2 separate regions of the Mus musculus genome follow, and region 1 is linked to region 2. A link is a contact called in public Hi-C data. All regions are on one chromosome and are shown on one strand. The core of a region is the stretch at or near the end of the contact, and the rest is flanking DNA. Distances in the headings are between cores, read along the strand shown.

Evidence for each region. Hi-C and Micro-C count contacts between places; a contact is called where the count stands out from the background.
Region 1: a Hi-C map of CD8 T cells shows a contact between it and region 2, with 4 times the contacts expected there. The contact joins two enhancer-like sites. A contact is called at or near these places in 11 of 484 Hi-C or Micro-C datasets (CD4 T cells, CD4 single positive thymocytes, CD8 T cells and 2 more) and 4 of 115 datasets of contacts at active chromatin or transcription factors (bone marrow-derived macrophages, double positive thymocytes, microglia and 1 more).

What each region holds. Positions count from the first base shown.
Region 1 is chr9:32,739,195-32,744,228 of GRCm38.p6, reverse strand. All of the region lies in intron 8 of Ets1 (E26 avian leukemia oncogene 1, 5' domain), which reads right to left. Among named protein-coding and RNA genes, the nearest start is that of Gm3331, 41 kb to the left of the region's middle. Within about 2 kb of position 3,313, at least 35 of the 459 cell types and tissues checked have an H3K27ac peak or open chromatin away from gene starts, as enhancers often do. A contact at or near this core is called in CD8 T cells, double positive thymocytes, regulatory T cells and 1 more, where this site is marked.
Region 2 is chr9:32,505,830-32,510,730 of GRCm38.p6, reverse strand. The region is part of intron 1 of Fli1 (Friend leukemia integration 1); the gene reads left to right. Among named protein-coding and RNA genes, the nearest start is that of Fli1, 33 kb to the left of the region's middle. Within about 2 kb of position 3,545, at least 134 of the 459 cell types and tissues checked have an H3K27ac peak or open chromatin away from gene starts, as enhancers often do. A contact at or near this core is called in CD8 T cells, double positive thymocytes, regulatory T cells and 1 more, where this site is marked.

The DNA of each region.
Region 1 (5,034 bases), core at 2,064-4,563, 230 kb before region 2:
TGAAACTTCCCAGTGTAACACAGCTTGACAGTGGCAGAGCCCAAGTCTGTGCTCATGGTCCCTACAGGTTATAGCCTCATGATAGAGCACCTCAGAGTGGCCATCCCCTCAAGTGTCTAAACTGGACTTCTCTGTGAAGGCATGTTTGAATGGCAGGTGTCACTGAAGGCATGACACCAAGTCAACCTCACTTCGGGCGTGTCCACGGGAAGAGGGGTGCTTTTCTGGAATTGAGCCTCTGTGCTGAGCAGCGGTCTCTCCACAGCAGGGGCAGAAAAGCACTCAATGCAAAGGAAACCCTACAGGGCAGAGCTCGAGAATCTGGGACACGTCAGAGGCAATAGGGACTTTCCAATCCATGGCTTAAAGGCAGCCAGGGCTTGTATTGGTGTCTCACAGCTCGATGGCTACACTTTGCTCAATGGAAACACCCTGCTTCAAAGACAAAAAGGTGGAGTTACACACTGGAGTCAGAGTGGAACTCCCAAGCAGACACCACCCAATTTCATCACGCATAACGAGTGTCTGTTAAAGGAACAGTGACCCCCAAATTGTGAGACTCTGAGACCTCTCTAAATCAGACAGGGAGCTGTTCCCAGAACAGAGAGCCAACCTGTAATCCAAAATACAGACAGGTCTCCGAGAGGTGCAAGTACCCCAGGGGTTCAGACTACTGGAAAGCAACTCCAGAGGCACCGTGTGCAGTATCAGCTGAAGGTTCTGAGGAAGCTCTGCCAACCCTGGCCCCTTCAGAACTACGAGCAGAAATGGGGAACCCCTCTTCCCATAAAATGTTAAGGCATTCAGAAACAAAAAGTTAACAACCGTGCGGCCAAAGCCTCCAACCATAGGAATTCCTCTGCTGGTGGGGAATGATTAACCGTTGTCACTGCACTAACCGGCTGAGAGGCAGGACCTGTGAGGTGGCTCTGCAGGCTGCAGAGAGCCGCTCTCCTCCCACCCACTTCCATTCCTGGGAATTTTCCTCCCTGATCCTCCAAAGCGGTTCTCCATTGACCTATATGCTGACATGAACAGCATGCTAATCAACCCAGGACTCCACTCAGATGCTCAAACCCACCTTGGTGAGACCCTGGGACCTGCCATCGGGCTACACAGTGACTGAGGATCAGTCCCTCGGGCCTCAGGGCTACTGTTGGGCAGGAAGATTCCATTCACTTTCCTGCAGCTCACCCATCACAGTCACCTTAAGCTCAGGAAGGGAGATGGTCTCCATCCTTCTTGTTCCTAGCTTCCTTCTTCCCTATGGAGACTCTGCCCAGGGACACTCCACACTCACACTGCACTGCCTTTGACAAGCCTGAATTAGCTCCAGCCTGGCCAGAACGAAGCTCAGATAAGTCATTACCTGGCCATCTCTGGCTTCTGGAAAAGAGGCCAATGCTCAGTGCTTGCAACCTGGGTCTCTCCCCATTCTGACAAGTCAGCCTATATCAATGCTAGCATCCTCTCATTGCCTTATGCCAGCAGCATTTGCATGGAAAGATTACAGCATGAGCCTAGTTCAGGGTAACATGGTAGAAAGTGCCACCTTTCCTAACCTGTTTGGAATATCAGAAATCTACACAGATGCATGCTACATTACAAACTTAGCAAGCTGTCTCTTTCTTCCTTATTGCTAGCTTGGGCCGGTCAAGAGCTTCCCAACACTGCCAACCCTGTTGGGCCCTAGCACAACGCAGCCTATTTTGCAACTCAGTTTTCTTCAGAAGACTGTGAGTGTAGATGTTATGCCAAAGTCACAGGCCATGTCCTCAACTGAGGGGCTTGGCAGACCTTCCTTTTGTAGCCAAGTTGTTTATTCTCTCAGTGTCTCATCAGTAGTTTTAGGTTACTATATGCTAAAACTCAACTATAATCAAACCTCAGGGGTTGTGAGTTTGACCTGGGGATTTGTGTGACTTAGGCTGCTCTCCTCTCATCTGTGCAATGGACAGAATAGCATTCATTCTGACCAAAGGCAATGTAAGAGGACCCACAGTGGGACATCTGGGACAGTTTTCCCTCTAAGTCTCTCAGAGAGAGGAGTGGGGGGAGAGACAGAAGGAAGGAATATAAAACATTCTTCCAAATTGGTCATTAATGAATGGCTTTAGGTATAGTCTTTTTCCAGGCTCTAGATGAAAAAGAGACTTTCTTCCTTCGTAATTACAGCTTAGTGGGTGATGACATACCCAGACATGGATTTCCAGTAGGTCACCTGCAGCTGGGTTATGAATGGGCCTTTATCGGTGACTGTGACTAGGAATAGGGAATAAAGTTCAATAATGGTGATTCACAGGCCCAGAACTCTGTACTGAAGCCAAAACCAGCTCTTACCCTTCCCCCTTCCCCTCAGTCACATGTATGTATGAAGTGTTAATTAGTGACAAGGGGCCACCTGGGTCTTAATCCCTCTGTGAAAGACATGAGGCTACTCAAGGAGTGTTCCCATTCCTTAACATGAAGAACAGATGGTGCATTCAAGCAAGGCATGCAGCACTTAAAATTCATTAAGGAGCCACCTTCTTGCAGAGCAAAATTACCTGACCTTGGATAAAGCATGCTCTTTGTGCTCAGTTTCACTATCTCTAAAATGGGGCCAGACTGACAGGGAGGAAAGGAGACTACTATTTAACAATGAAGTATTATCCTATCCCTACACCTAAATCAATGAATTGAATAGATGCGTATTACACATTGTGCTAGACACAGGCAAAAGGGACTCATAATGATAACAAATTGATTATCTCAGCGTGTAAGCACACTCTGAGTGCTCAGCATTTTTCTAAGGTTACAAGGAATACAGACAACAGTGAGCATGGGGCTGGCTCTCAGTGTTGTAATTAGAAGGGACTGAGCATGCACCTATGAACAAGAGAAAATGGAGCTTTTCGACTGTGTCAGTCTGATAACCGTAAACAGTACGGTAAGGAGGTACGTCTCGGCGGAAGCCAACATTGTGCTTGATGTAGCCCTCACTCAGCTAACAGGCAAGGCAGGCTTTCTTTCAAGCCATGTTATCTGCCCCCACATCTCGACCTAATTTAACAAGTTGCCATGGGAGCCCTGCTAAGGTTGGTGCAATTTTCTTATCTTTGAAGGAAGAATGTAACTGTGCAAGAGAATGTGAAAATTCCATCTCTAACTGATTTCCACACTTACAGTGCAGTAACTAAGATCTCACAGGAAGGAGGAGAACGTATTCCTGTAGAGGCAGGAAGGACTGAAACCTCAGTCCCTCGTCTAGGGGTGTGGTGAGATGCTCTTCTCACTTAGGTACACATACGCACATGCACGTGGTCCAGGCCAGGCAGCCATGATAAGCACATGTATGTAGTCCAGACCAGGTAGCCATGGTGCAGAAGTCTGAGTGCCCCTATTATAGGTCACACACAAGCTTCAGCAACTGAATTTTATAGGACAGAAAGGGGACAGAACGAGAGACAGGAAACTAGTGCAGTGTTTATACACATGTCAAGAGCACTGCCAACAGTTACCTAGTGATTTCCACTTCTCTAAGTACTTTCCAAATGCCAGGTCATCCTAACATGCCTGCATGAAGTTAGATCCCCATTTGCAGCCATCACCTCAGGTAAGAGACAACACAAGGCAGATGCGTTCCATCCCTTGTCCACCCCTATTTCTGGGATGGGGCCACCAGGTCACAGACTCAGGGAACCTGTAGTGGAGGCAGGAAGTGTTCCCTGAAGACAGAGATCATGGGGGAAACTGCCAAAATTTGGTCTGCTATCACACCTAACAAATCCCAACCATTATTTAGACCACAGCAACAAGAGATTCTAGTTCAAGTCTAAGGACGTGTAGAATAAACTGGATAAGACTGACTCTGCTTGGGGTGGGGGTGGGGGTGGTGTCTTATCCACACCCAGTTGGTGCTCATTTTCTGAAATAATCAATTTATTACAAGTAGGGCTTTCTTCTCACCATGTCTAGCGCAATGTCTAGCACTCATTTATTTAATCGATTTGGTTCAACTGTGCTTTCACACGTCCCCCACTGTCGGGATAAGGGTGAACAGTTCTACTTCACTAAAGTAGAAAAAGGTACAAGGTGAATTTGCCTAAAATCACACAGTGTGTGAAAGCTGAGAGAGAGTGCAGGGAACTTCTGGTTTCTGGTCTATTGTTCTCACTACTACTGGAGTTTGAAAAAGTTAAATCCATAATTGTAAAAAAAAAAAAAAATAGAATCTAAATGTGGACAAGCCTTCATTTTTTTTTCATTTGGAAGGGCTTAGTCTTTGAGAAAGTGAAGGGATGATGATCCCTTCCCCCTCCCTTCTCCTCCCCTCCCCTCCCCTCCTCCCTCTCCCCTCCTCCCCTCCCCTCCCCTCCCCTCTATTATCTGAGCACTACCCTAGCTTTTGTCCTTTCCTCTAAGCAGCCCTCTCCCCTCCCCACTCCATCATGGCATCCAGATGGAGAGAGACTAGTCTCAATTGCAAAGTCTTCCACTCTTCTACACTTTGAAAGACTTCTTGTACTCTTTCTCATCTCGGATATCTTCAATGAAAATGAGTGAATTTCACAATAATGTGCTCTCCAGAGACAGGAAAAGATCCTCTTGAAATGTGCCAAGGCCCCCTACTAATATCTTTTTTTTTTAAAAAAAGAAGGTGCTCAAGTTTGTCCTTTTCTCATGATTCTTCATTTGGTCCTTGCTGCCACTCCCAATCATGGATTTAATTCCTGGGCACCCTTTGATGCAATGACTACCCTAGCTAGGGGCTTTGTGGAGTGCAATATAGGGAACATATTCTTGATCTTGAAAGGAGGAATAATTTTTCTAAGTATATAAATTTCACTTTTAAGGATCTCTTAATTTTCAGAAAAATTCCAAGACTATTCTATCCCACTTGAAAAAAATTTCAGTTATGTCAACAGAACCGCCATGTCTGCTGCCCATCTCCAGGCACACAGAGCCCACGCCTGTCCAGTGGAAGACATCTTAAGAGGATGGCACAAAACAACATCGGACTAACAAAGGTTAACCAGGGCTCTTCTCAAGTGC
Region 2 (4,901 bases), core at 2,296-4,795:
AAAACTTTAACTAATGGCCACAAATGTGGGCAACATGGCAGGAGCAGGCAGGGGAGACCTGAATGTGAATTTTGGTTTTTTGTTTTTCTGGATTCAGTTTGTTTCTGGTTTCTGTTCTTACCTCAAGTCTACTAGTGGTTGAATATGCAAATGACTCATTAGACAGGCTCCAATGGGATTGATATGTCATGCATAATATCAATCAGGGTCTTCCTGGGCATCCACAGCCTTCCCTTCTGCTGCCCCGTGAATGCACATGTGGATTATGTTCTCCCTCCCCTCTACACACACACACACACACACGCACACGCACACGCACACGCACACGCACACGCACACGCACACACACACACACACACACACACACACACACACACACAACAGGACCAGGAGGCTATGGGACACTCACTTGAGATCAGAAATATAAGGCCTGGCTTTTCACATATCACTTGTTACCTTCAGACAGTCACATGGACAAGTTAAACTTATTTCCCCTAAGTCGCTCTGACCCACAGACCTTAAGTGTGTTCGAAGCCTTTTACCATCTGAGACCTGGCAGAGGTAGAGCAGGGTCGTCCAAGGTGGTGAGAATCAGAGTAAATGAGATAAATTCTGCTTAGAAAGACAGCTTATCATCCCTTCGATTTGCTCACTCTTACTCTCTCCCCCTCCCTCCTTCTCTCTCTTTGACTGAGTTGCCTCAGGGACGGTGGTTTCAAAACTAGCAGCTGCAAACTTATGAAGGAAAAAAACTGAAACCACAACCCTGTCTTGTGAAAACCGTGTGCCAGTCTAAAAGTGGCAGTCCATGTGGGGGGATGGGGGCCTGCTAACGTTCAGGGCATAGCAGTAGGCAGCATGGGATGTCTAAGTCAGGTCTTTAGGGTAAAGAGGAATTGTTCCCTGCTCTAGGCAAGGGCGAGCAGGGTACTAAGGACAAGGTTGGGGGGAGATGGAGGAGGAGGAGGTCTGGCCAGGAGTTTAGCCTCGTGGTGGTGGCGGCTCTGGCACAGCCTGAGACCTCTGAAACAGTCAGGTTCTCGAATGCAAAGCAGCCCAGCTGTAACTGCCACATTGCTGCTGTCTTCATCCAGAAGACCAGAGGGGTCTATCCTTCCTGCCTAAATCACCTGTCGCTTCTGAGGCATGCCTGGTAGAGATACCTACCATTCCACTCCTGGGTCAGACCTATCCTCTTCCATCTCCCCACAGATGCTCACTATACTCACCTACGTATTTACCCTTCTAAAACATATACAGTAAGACAGAAAGATGCCTCCTGAAACCCCACCTCAAATTGCCACCCCATCATCCCTTTCTATGCACAAATCATTCCAAGCATTTAAGGAGGGAAATGCAATGAGAAAGACCCTCTTAGAAAGAACAGATCCTATGTGTCCCCAGGCTGGACCAAGGCAGTCCTTAAAGGCTTCTTCTGATATGAATATCATAAGCTGGATAGGTCTGGCTTGAACTATTTCTCCTTCTGCTTATAGTTCTTGAGAGGAGCCTCTTTGGCAAGAACAAGACAGATATTTGAGTCATCTGACCAGGTCAAGAGCTTCTCCACTCTGAATAGGAAGCCTACAGACAGACATAGCCCTAGCCAGGTGACTCAGGTACAGATCTTGCAGGACTTTAATAGGAGGGACAGGTTAAGGAAGAAAATCCCAATGCACCCCAGTGGTAAAAACAGGAAAAAGCATTCTGGGGTGAATTTAAATACTACCTATTAGAATAAAAGCAAAGTGGATGAATTGACCAACACTGGGTGGGGTTAATGAGAGAAAGCTCCAAGGGAGGAAGTAAGTTTTCAGTAGAGGTTGAAGCAGGGGCAGGGCCATGGCTGGGGCAGAGGGAAGAGGAACTATATACTGTGGGGGAGGTGGCATGTCTTTGGGAAGGGTGCTGTGGCTACACAGTGGCCCTGGAAGCTGTGTCTCACTTGACAGTCATGTTCAGAGTTAGTATCAATGGACTGAGGTAAATTTTCAAGGAAGAGTCATGTTCGATATTGACATCAGAAGTGTGGTCTGGGCACACCCACTTTGGAACGAGCACACCCTGGATCCAGTCAAGTCTGAGTTCACCTCTGAGCGAGGCCACTTATAATCTGGTCAACCTCACAGGTCTCACCTCCCTGAACTGTAAAATGAGGAAATTATTTCATAAGGCTCTGGTGAGGATGAAATACAGGGAGATAACGGACACAAAGTGTTTAGTTCCTTACCTGATAAAGAAGGGCTCCTGAGTGTTCGAGTGGTTGGGAAAACAAGGTCTACTGCTCACAGGCCAGAATGACAGCTAGGGGAAACGGCTTCAAGTTCTCAAAAGGGAAAGTGTAGCTTGGGGGTGCCTAGATCCTGAGCTCAGCCAATCGGTCTCCGTCTCCATGTGTTCCTGTGATGAAGTCAGCCCAGATCTGCACACAGCTCAAAGGCTGGATCTAATTGATGCTTGTCTGTAGAGCTAAATATCAGCCTCTGAGGCTAGTCTGCTGCAGACTGAGCCCTCACTACCAAGATTTAGTGAATGGCTCAACGCTGAATGGAGTTAATGAGAAGCAGAAATTTCCAGCCACACGTGTGCTGATAAACGTGGAACAACCTACCGTCTGGATTTGTGTAGTGTTCACCTATTTCCATGGTGCAAATGGTTGCTCTGAGGCTGATGCCAGGCTACCAGGATGATGTTTCTGACTGTGGAGCTAGGAAGAGATGCTTTCTCAGCTCTCGCACACCCCTGCATCCATACCCCCATCCCTGAAGCTGGCTGAAGCTCCTCTCACAGCAGGGTGGGCTCCTGTTCTTCAGGCCAGGCTTTCTTGCCTTATTCCTGTCCGGAGGAGTTGAAGGGGAAGGGAGGGGAGGCATTCCTACTTTCTCCTCTGTCCTGTGCTCGGCAGAAGTATAGCTTCCCACCCAGGAGCCACTTCCTCTCTGTCCAGTTCCAGACTGATGAGCAAGTCCATTTTCCCCATGAGCTGAAACAAAACAAGACAAAACAGAAAAGTGGTCCTCCCATGAGCCTTCGTCAGAGCTCAGCTTTAAGATGAATCAGGGCAGGCCCAAGTGCATACTCTGGCGTCTTGGGGTTTACCAACACACTTCCTCCACAGAAATACTGTTGCTGCTCTTTCTCTTGCCCCTGCGAATGAGGCAGCGACAACTCAGCCACACCTGCACCTGGAGGTGAGGTGGCCAAGGCTTCACACTCCCAGCTTCCCCTTACCGCTACAGCAGGGAGAGTATGACTTCATCAGTTCAATGACAATTCTAATTCAGGGGGCGGGATGCTGGAGACAGAGGTCTCAGCAGTCCTCTGTGTGTTCCCTTGTAAAGATGAAGGTACTGAGGCCAGAGGGCAAGGTCTCAGGCAGGTCACTTCTAGAGACGGTGTTCTCTCTCCCCTCTCTCTCCCCTCCCTCTCCTCTCTCTCCTTTCTCTCCCCATCCTCCTCCCCACCCCACCCCACCTCTGCTGCTGCTGGGCAGTTTTCTGAGAGTTAACACTGATATTTTGCTCACGTCATTTCTTCTATAACCGCAGTGCTTCTGTGGGAGTAAGCACCTGCCCCCAGCAAGTTCTACACCTTCTTCTTCTTGCTCATAGCCCTGGGCATCCTGGCAGATTTGCAGATGATCCAGATCCACTCCAGCTCTGCAGTGAAAGGAGCGATAGGAAAAGCAGAGTTGGGGGTAGACACCCAGGCAGTTCTGTCTTAGGATATCTTCCTTCAAGTCCGGGAAAGAGCGTGTGTCCTCAGTGTCCTCCTGTAGCAACAGGCATCTCCAACTACCAAGCACGCCTGCATTGCCTACGTTAGCCAGGAATATGACAAGCCATACATACAAAATAGGGACCTTCTACTAGTCCCCTAATTGTCACCCGGAGCTTGTCTGTGAGAGTAGCTGCCCACTAAGCCCTAGGGATAAAGGGAAAGAGAAGAGCCTACAGCTTCCCACAACCTCATCTCTGACCACCAGAGAACCCGCCCTTTAGCACGGAGTCTTCTCCTAGTGCTTGAGAGCCACACTGGGTCCATGCAGTGAGGATATGGCTGCCTGTGAACCTCCTGGTTCACGGAGAGTGGAAAAGCTCTTTCCTAAATCTTACTAGACAGTAGTTCGCATTTCCTCCGTGGGGACCTTATCTGCTAGTACATTAAGACCCCAACCCAGCTCTGCCAAGAGACTGTTATGCTCTGCGGCTCAAAGAAAAAAATGTAGGAGAGGAGTTGATTAACTGAGACCGGAAAAGAGCTTTTTCTATGTATAAACAATGAGCCCATGTTCCTGGCAGGTCAGGTGTCCTGATCTCTCTCCCAGGTGGGAGGGAAGAACTGCTGGCCGCGCTCCTCTCACGGCCCTGAGTTTAGGAACAGGATTTCCTCTGCACATTGTCAGAGAGCAGATAAAAATCTTAATCTCAGGCACACACAGCCGCAGGCCTTGGGGCCTGCCACTGTGTGCTTAGCTTTCAGAAGTGAGAACGAACAATGGCTTTGGGACTCAGTATATAAGTGGGGAAGGCAAAGAAAGAGACCAGGGTGGAAGCTAGCGGGATATACAAACTTGCTGTGGAAGATGCAGGGCCATCCAGAGGGTCCAACCTGCACACAAGGCTCAGAAAATCCTGGGTCCTCTTTTACTGTTTTTGGCTTTCTTGTACCAGGTACAAAGCACACTGGATAGAGGTCTTTACCATTTTGTTTGTTTTCTTTGTGTGTGTGTGTCTGTGTATCTGTGTAGTGGATGCACACTTGTGCAGATGCACTCGTGTGTGTGTGTGTGTGTGTGTGTTTGTGTGTGTGTGTGTGTGTGTGTGTGTGTGTGTGTGTGTGTGTTGGAGGTTAGCTTTGGGAATCTTACCTTTATCATGCTCCACCTTGTGAGCCAAGGT